2 separate regions of the Gossypium hirsutum genome follow, and region 1 is linked to region 2. The links are chromatin contacts, called in public Hi-C maps. All regions are on one chromosome and are shown on one strand. Each heading gives the region's core, a stretch centred on a gene start, on an enhancer-like site or on the middle of the called end of the contact. The rest is flanking DNA. Distances are from core to core; before and after follow the strand shown. Region 1 has its middle 34 kb from the start of LOC121215705. Region 2 holds the start of LOC107949501.

Region 1 (4,840 bases), core at 714-3,213, 170 kb before region 2:
TATTAGATAGGACCCAAGATAAATTAGTCGTTTATCCATTATGAATTAATTTTCTTATGTTTTTCATAGTGGGACTTACCTAAATTCTAATTGAATGACCATATGTGCATGACTCATGTACTTTGATACATTGAAAACTTATATTCTCAAGGTAATGGGTCAAAAGTCCGTATGTTTATTACAAAACTTATGTATGATATGATTTCACTTACAAAAGTAGGATCATATATCGATTAGATTAGTAAATGATGTCTTCTCATTAGCATTGTATATGAAAATGGAACATAATCATCAATCATTTGTATATGACAGATGATTTTATCATTACTGATATAAGTAGTGATCATTTTCATTACTTAAGATACAATGGTGACTATGATATAAAAGTGATCAAATTAGGTGAACGAGTTTAAGATTAAGGGGTCTCGAATATCTAATGAGGATAACACACATATGGCAAGGTCATTGGACTAAACCTTGAAACAAATAGCTTTTGTAATGGTATATAATGAGAAGTCTAGTTATTGTACTTTTAATAGATTGACTTTATAACTAAATAACTTTGTAATTTAATAGTTGAAGAATCAAAACTTATTTTAGCCCTAATTATGTCCAATTGATCATTCTGCTAGCTCACTATAGTCTAAACGAATTACATGAAAAACTTTTAATGAAGGTCCAAAACAATGAATGAGAAATAGATTGCAGGATTACTATCTAGACCTGACTATGGGTCGGGCTGGGCCGATGTGGAATTTTAAGTCAATTTTCTAGGCTCGAGGCCCAGTTTAGCCCGAAAAATAGGCTTAAAATTTTGCTCCAAACCTAGCCTAGATTAAAAATGCTAAACTCGAACCCAACTTGGCCCACTTATATTAAAATTTTTTAGATTATTATTTTTATATAAAAAAATTTTAAAAAAAAATAATACATCAAGTATATTAAAATCATTAATATAAATATTTCCCAACAAATTAAAAATAAATTAAAAAAACCTTTATACTTTAAAAAGTCCAAATAACTCACTCATACTACAATAAGAAATTTGCAAGGGCAAATTTCATAAAATCCCACTAGGATTAAGACCACAACAACTTTCCAAGTTCATCACAACATTCAAAAACACCCAACCAGAAGCTATCTGATTTCAACTAAAAATACATAATACTACTATGATGCTACTTACTAATTAACTAAACACGACCATCAAAAAAATTCTCTAACTTCACTTGCCCACCATTTAAAAGACTTTCAATCTCTTTAGGAGGGTTTAGCCCTATTCTTTGAGATGATTCGACTTAATAAAAGAAAGAAAAAAAAAAGTATGTGATTCGGGTCGAGTCATGTTGGACTCAGGTCAAAAAAATTCTATTCGAGGCCTAATTCATTTAAAAAGCGAGTTTTATTTTTTTGTCCAAATTCATTTTTTAAATCTATAATTTTATTGAAACTTTCTCACTTTTTGAGGAGGCATTTGGGTCTGGGAGGGTGGCCCGACCCATGGTCTGAGTTATATATTGTATTTGTATTTTTGCGAGAAGGCAAGAGATGACTTGAAATTAGTTTAATTTCTTTGACTTATGTTTTAATTGGATGAATAAATTAAAATAATTAAGTTTAAAGTAGGAATTAAATTATGTAGTTATCATAGTTAAATTTTTTGTATAATTAAATAAATTTGCACGTAAATTGTAATACAGAAAAAATATCGTGATTGTAATGAAATTAAAATTAGGTTGTGTAAATTATTTAATTAGAATTGATGAATTAATTATTTGTTTTAATTAATAAAAATTTGGAGGTTTATTTAATTATTCATTTAATTAAATATTCAAAATTTGTTTTTTATTTAAAATTAAGAGAAGATAGATGGAAAAATTGGACCGGGTATGGCCAACCATGTTGACCCAATTAAGGCAAGGGATTCCTTTTTCCATAGTAAGCCACCCGTCACGCCCCTGAGAAGGCCTAAGTGGATCATGACTCTTTCAACTTAATTAATTTAGAACTCGGAATGTGATTTAAATTCTTGCAAAATTCCCCTATATATATATTTATATGGCGAAAATATTAAGGTAATGTTTAAAAACCTACTTAATAATTAGATTTGTATATAATTATTTATAATTGCACAATAGTAGCATGTTTGGATAATTATTATAATTGATGGGTTCCACCAAATTAGCTGTAACTGGAGCACTTCAACTACACTTTTCAATTCTAAGAGGAGGGTGAGAGTTGGAGTAATTACGCTGGTAATTACATCCAAATCTAATTACCATATGGCTTTCCAAACACTCATACATGATTTATCTTTAAACAATTATTTTTTTATAAAAAATTAAGTTCTAAAAATTATATTACAAGCACGAACACGTATGAGTGTTTGATACAATTATAGCAAATATATATATAAATCCTAAAAAATTGTATTATAAATAAGATTTTTATTTTATTTTATAAATGTATAACAAAAATTATATTATTTAAATCTTAAAACAGTTCTAAAATAATGGACAAAAAGTATTTTATAAAAATAGTTTACGTGTTATAATATACTTGTTTATAAAAAGATATTTGATCATAACTTATTTACGTGCCCATGTTATATATTATAAAAATAATATACTTATTTATAAAAAAATTGTTTTAACTTTTTTGCCATAACTTATTTATAAACAATAGCTTTCTAAAGTTATAGTAAAAAAATATTTATAAGAAATTTTATAAAAGTTATTGGACACTTTATAGAACTCTTTTTATAAAAGTTATATATATATTATAAATTTTATATTATTTTAACTCAACTTAGGTATTATCAAAAGGGTTATAACCTAGCATAAGTCTTTTTCCAAATTAAGTTTATATAACTTTTTATAACCAAAGCTACATATTATTTGCATTTTGAGCCCTAATATTATGTGCTAGATGCTAGTTATGTAAATACAAAAAGTTTTCTAACACTATGTCGTAGGGTATGCTATCATTTGAGTGAATTGAGTTAGACACAAACACCAAAAAAGACTCGCGAACTCTTTAATTTGATACGATCAAAGCTTCAAAATGTGATTGACATAATATTTTTTGTTGGAAAAAAAATGGATTGCTTATATTAATAAAATCACATTAGTATAGAATAAAAAAATAAGGCTGGATCGTATTAGTATGTTGCATACTTCATAACTTTATTCATAGGTGGAATTAAGATGAACCATACTGAAAAGTGTATGGAAGAAGGATGTCTTAATAATCTTAATGAAACATATTTAGTTTAGATGGTGAAGATCTCAGTTAGGGACCAACGGATGATGATAAGGAGTATATGTTAAATGTTAAAAAGGGAATAACCCAACAAATATGAAATGCTAAAGCAATTAGATAAAATTGCATATGATATTTATTTTTCTTGTTTTTTTTAATCATATTATTGACTACTTTTCTTGGACTAACATATTACATATGATTTGGTTTTAATTTTTTGTGGAGTTATGCCTCGTATTTTTTTGGTTTTTCTTCTCCGAGTTAAACTCTGTTTTTAGTTTTTCATTTAAACTTTGATTAGTGTAGATTATTTTAATATTAGTTTCCCACTTAAAATCAGATTAGTGTAAGTTATTTTAATATTATTTGACCTACAAATTTAGCCTATTAATAGGCCTTTTTTCCACCCTAGAAAAATAACCCATTACACATTTAGGTATTAGCTTTTACAAGCTTTCAGAGAATTTTGTGTTTAATTTTGAGGGTTCTTATATCGAGTTTCGGGGTTTAGTTTTATCTCTATCTTTTAACTTTTCGTTTTTGTTGTTTTAGTGAAATTATCTTTGCTCGTGGTGTTTTATCCTCTTCGAAGAGGTTTTTCCACGTAAAATATTTGTGTTCGATCTTTTCAATTTCTTCGTTATTTTACTTGTTTGTTCTTTAAATTGGGTTATCCCCAACAAACTGGTATCAGAGCTAGTTCGATTTCCACAATCAACCCATTAGGAGATGGCATCAACAATGTTTGATATTGATAAATTTGATGACATCATAAATTTTGATCTGTGGCAAGTTCGGATGACGATAATTTTGATTCAGGGCGATCTTGAGAAGGTCCTTACAGATAAGAAGCTTGTAGACATAGATAAATCAGAATGAGATAGGTTAGATAAAAAGACTCTATCCACGATTCAATTATGTCTAACAAATAATGTATTGCGAGAGATTTTGATGGAGAAAATGACATTCACCTTATGAAAGAGGTTAGAAACCATTTACGTGACAAAGTTTCTAGCCAATCGATTAAAGCTGGAATAGTAGTTGTACACATTCCGCATTAATGATGTTGAGCACTTTAGAGATCACATCAGTCAATTTATTACTTTTTTGAATGATTTAAAGAATTTTGAGGTTCAGATTAACTATAAAGATCAAGCTATGCTATTATTGTGCTTTTTACCCATTCATACAAGTCTTTCAAGGAAACCCTGATTTATGACATTGATAATCTCTCATTCGAGGATGTGAAGGGTTATTTGTTGAATAAAGACAAACTCAACAATGAGTTTGGTTTGAATAGCAAGTCAGATAGGCAAGCCTCGGTTTTGGTAGCATTATGGAAGTGAGACAAGAGATGTTGCTATTTTAAGAAGTTAGGTCACATTAACCCAGATTGTTACAAATTGCGAAATAAAAGGGTTGTTAAGAGCAACAAAGAAGATTTAGCTGGTGCTAATTTGGCCAATGACAAGGGTGATGATTTCTTGTTGGTATCAACAAGTGAAAACTCCGAGCTTACATTTGAGTAGGTCTTGGATTCGAAGTGTTCTTTCCACATTTGTCCCAATAGGGACTAGTT
Region 2 (4,724 bases), core at 1,745-4,244:
GAAAATAATAAAAGCATTTATCAAGGGAAAGTGAGAACTTTCATACTATGATAAACATTTTCTAACAAGACTACTGCTATCGTATGAAGGTTCTGAATTTGCTAGCATTATGTTAACCCTTAGATGTGGGGCTTGGAGCACAGAATGTCTTTGTGTCTGGCTGAACTTAAAATAAGATTTTAGAGCTGCACTCTGTTTGTATATTTGTTCCTTTCCGTAAAGATGGACTTGGTCCCTTTTTTCCTATTCTTTTTACTTCAACACTTAGTATTTTTTGTTTGTATGTGTTTGGGGGGTGGGATGTGTAATAATTTTGCTTCCATCTGTACATCATATGTCAAAAGGGTTCATCGGAGTTTGTGATGGTTTTAGTGGGCCTTAAAGTGTCATTAGAGTTTTGCAGAAGCTGTTGTGCCTTGAACGATAGCTCTGTGTGTTTTTTTCTCATTTTGGTTTGTATATAGGATCACATGCTCAATAATTTCAAGGTCTTTTATTTCAGTCAGTTAGGTCTGCTTGGTAATTCTAGGGGCTTGGACTTCTCTAATTTGAATTTATCTTTCATTCACTACCACATTAACTTGATCTTCATCAAACGAGCTTGGTGTGCATTTTTTTTCCCATATAAATAATATAATTTTAATTTCTGTAGGTTTTTTAAGTTTTAACAAATTGGGAATGTAATAATTCTGCGTTTACTTTCATACTATTTTGGCAGGAGATGTTCACGGTCAATTTTCTGATCTTCTACGCTTGTTTGAGTACGGAGGATATCCGCCTACAGCAAACTATTTATTCCTAGGTGACTATGTTGATCGTGGCAAGCAGAGCATTGAAACAATTTGCCTTCTCCTAGCATACAAAATCAAATACAAAGAGAATTTTTTTCTCCTTAGAGGCAACCATGAATGTGCATCAATTAACCGTATATATGGTTTCTATGATGAGTGCAAAAGAAGGTTTAATGTTCGTGTCTGGAAGTTGTTTACAGAATGCTTTAATTGCCTCCCTGTTGCTGCTCTAATTGATGAGAAGATCCTTTGCATGCATGGTGGATTATCTCCTGACTTGAAAACATTGGATCAGATCCGTAGCATTTCTCGCCCTGTTGATGTGCCAGATCAGGGCCTTCTCTGTGATCTTCTTTGGGCTGATCCTGATAAAGATCTTGATGGCTGGGGAGAGAATGATAGGGGAGTTTCATATACATTTGGGGCTGACATAGTTTCTGAATTCCTTAAGAAACATGACCTTGATCTCATTTGCCGAGCTCACCAGGTATTGTTATCCGTATTGACCTTAACTTCGTTTTGTTTTGTTTTATTTATTTATTTTGCTAAATTTGCATGACTTGATGGTATATTAGGAACTCGTGGGAAACTTGTGAAAAATGAAGAGTTTAGGGTTCCTGGAACCTTCGTGTTACTGCCAGTATAACAATGTGGGCAGACTGACTAAATTCTAGTAATTAATGTTTGTATTCTTTATTGTCTTTTAAATTTTATGTTTTTATGCTTCGTTTAGGTTGTAGAAGATGGCTATGAGTTCTTTGCAAAGCGACAGTTGGTGACCATATTCTCTGCTCCAAACTACTGCGGGGAATTCGATAATGCAGGTGCCATGATGAGTGTGGATGATAGTTTAACATGTTCGTTTCAGATTCTTAAATCTTTAGAGAAGAAAGGAAAGGGTGGATTTGGCAACAACACATTCAGACCAGGAACCCCACCTCACAAGGTAGGAAACTATTAGTCATCATGAATTGATAAATTGAATCACCAAGGAATATATGTATAAAGGTAAGCAATTCCGTCCTATAATATTTATCGATAATCAGGTATAAAGCTTGAGTCACCAGATATATGTATAACTGCGTCCTACTGTTTCTGGTCAATGGATCAGTTATTACCAAATGGACATAGGACCCATGTAGAAATATGCCACAGAGAGAGAGAGAGGTTCAACCGTTTACTATCAAAATTTCCTTTGACATTGATTGCTGCTTTGTCAACGACTCAGCGCCTTTCTGAACAGCCCCTTCCCTGGTTTCACTTCTTTTTTACTTAGTGATGGGAGTGCAGCTTTAGTTAGATTGTCCATTTTCAGCTGTTTTTATCAGATTGTTTCGTTTTATTTTTCTGGCACTAAACCAATTTGTGCCCTTTTTTTATCTTCTTTCAGGGTGGGAAGCGCTGAGTAAGACCGTAAAGTTCAATGTTGGATGACCAATAGACCAATAGGGTCGTTCTTGTCTCTACTTAATGATGGTGTTTTGTTGAATGAAACTGTGATGGCTGGCTGGACTATTGTTGGATGCAAAAGGAAATTGGAAGGTAAAGTTGCTGGAATGACATAGGAGAAGAGCTATGGAGCTCGGTTACCAGCCGGAGCTTGGTTTTTCTTATCATATGTAAAACCGGATTCTAATTCCAGTATGTTGATTTTTAATTCTTGTAGGTAACGAAATATCATTTCGTATCGTAACTGTTTTCAGCTTCTGTTGTGGTTGGGGTAGTACCCTTCCAAGTCAAATGGAAAGAAAAAAAATTATGAACTTGGTGGCTATGGCTCTCGGCCGTTTTATGCTTTAACATTGAGATTTTGGTAACCTATGAACAAAAGCCTGAAGTAGTTTCAGGCACTTCAGCGGCTTTAAAATCAGAACCATCCATGATACAATGCGATGCGCTTTCACAAAGGCAAAATTTATGAGAGTTTGATAACATCGTAAATCTTAAATACTAATAGCTTGGATAAAATAGGGAACCAAGATTTACAATTGGCTCTTACTTTCGATGTTATGTGGGTTGTATTTGGAACTTTGTTTAAATAAATTATTAAAAATTACATAAAATAAAAATAATTAAAAAGGTCCTATTCAATTGTTGGTTTATATCGGTTTATTGGTTCAACTTTAATTGGACCGGTCCTGTCCTGGTAAAACTTAAAAAAGAAATCCTGAAAAATATATAATTAGATCAACCTTTTTCTGTTCATTTTGCTAATTAACTAAGTAGAAGATTCTCAAAACTCTGGCAAAATTATGAAGTGCTGATGAATAGAGAGAGAGTGGTAGTGGTACCAGTAAAAAGTTCATTCGAAAAGATTCATGCCCAGAACAAAGAAATAAGCAAAAATGTATATAGTGGTATCTGGGTCCAAAATATAGACACTTGCGCATCGAATTTGTAATAAAAACGCAGCCTTCAACACATTTGAAGGCAGAGCTACTACATAGGCCATGAAGTGCCGATCCATGGCGTGTATATGGTCAGGCACGCCTCCGGTCCATCGTGTCACAGCCACAGCCGCTCTCAACCACCCTCCGACTCTCTACACTGGCGGATCCGATGGCTCCATCCTCTGGTGGAACCTCTCCAATTCAGATTCCCACTCGGTAACCAACTAACTTTACTCGATTCAATTTAGGAAAACAATATAACTAAAAGATTCGGGTTCTCTTCTTCTTATTAAGAATAATTAGCTTATTATATTTGTGTTATGCAATTGAATGACCAGAGAGCTTCAATTTGATATTATATATGCATTTGCTCGGTAGTAAATCTGGGTTTTGCTAGGGTATAGTTTAGATTGTTGAATTTAGACTGATGGTCGAAATTTGTATCATATTCAGGAAATTCGACCAATTGCTATGTTGTGCGGTCATGCTGCACCAATAGCTGATCTCGCCATTTGCTGTCCCATTGTAGTATCTGGAGAACAAAGCATGGACTATTCAAGTAATGTTGCTTTCAACTCTAGCTTTGATAATGGGGGTGCCTTACTAAGTGCTTGTACTGACAGTATGTTGTGCGTCTGGAGCAGAAGTAGTGGCCACTGCAGGCGTAGAAGAAAACTGCCACCTTGGGTGGGCAGCCCATCGATTATTCGTACATTGCCTTGGAATCCAAGATATGCTTGTGTAGGCTGTTGCTTTATTGATGCTGCACATTTAACTGACCACCAGTTGATGGAATCTGCCGAAGGGGGTGAGATTTCAATGGATAAAGAATCTCAGAACAGGAAGCCTCCTAAGTGTACTGTTGTTATTGTTGATACGTATACTCTTACTATTGTACAAACCGTTTTTCATGGGAATTTGTCCATTGGGCCTTTGAAGTTTATGGATGTTGTTTCTTCAGTTGATGATGGAGAAATACATTGTTCACTCTTGGCTGACTCCTTTGGTAAGCTACAATTGTTTCCTTTGACAAAGGACTTTCATCAAGGTAGTGAGGGTGAGACTAGGTTGCAGAAATCTTCTAAGCAAGAAATAGAGGCATGGGAAGATGGCCTTGTTGAGGCTGGACAAGTAGTGTCAATTGCAACGTGTAGGACTACTGTTGCTACTGTTTTAAAAGATCGATCTATATTTAGGCTGTTGGACGGTGCCATTACAATAGGAGTGATTCTTTTCATGAACAATGTCCTTTGTGTTGAAGATGATCATGGTCAGTCACATGTTGTAGGGGCTATGTTTCTTGAAAGTAAAAATTATGGGAATGCACAAATTACTGGTGTAACCCATGAATCTGAAATTTTTTTAGTGTGGAATAATATAGGATCTGCAGTTTTGTATGCAATATCATATTTAGATAACACATTCAATTATGAGCCTCTTTGTGAAATCCCTGCCATGTCATTTCCCCTGGGTGCAAGGTTGTCGTTTTCTTTTGTCCACTTGAGCCAAATACTTCTTCGGGTTGAATCAGTTTGCTTCACTA

Evidence for each region. A called contact is a pair of places that touch in the nucleus more often than the background predicts.
Region 1: a Hi-C map of leaf shows a contact between it and region 2, with 5 times the contacts expected there. The contact joins the enhancer-like site here to the promoter of LOC107949501 in region 2. A contact is called at or near these places in 14 of 34 Hi-C or Micro-C datasets (anther, callus, cotyledon and 4 more).

The regions. Positions count from the first base shown.
Region 1 is chrD03:31,937,689-31,942,528 of Gossypium_hirsutum_v2.1, reverse strand. No RefSeq gene overlaps it. Among protein-coding and RNA genes, the nearest start is that of LOC121215705, 34 kb to the right of the region's middle. Within about 2 kb of position 1,963, at least 1 of the 9 cell types and tissues checked has an H3K27ac peak or open chromatin away from gene starts, as enhancers often do. A contact at or near this core is called in leaf, where this site is marked.
Region 2 is chrD03:31,766,854-31,771,577 of Gossypium_hirsutum_v2.1, reverse strand. LOC107949501 reads left to right here and starts at 2,994. Exons shown (of 9, transcript XM_016884162.2): 1 at 2,994-3,397; 2 at 3,635-4,724. The coding sequence starts at 3,242. It overlaps LOC107949500 (serine/threonine-protein phosphatase PP1), which reads left to right. Exons shown (of 4, transcript XM_016884161.2): 2 at 719-1,278; 3 at 1,525-1,737; 4 at 2,182-2,554. The coding sequence ends at 2,196.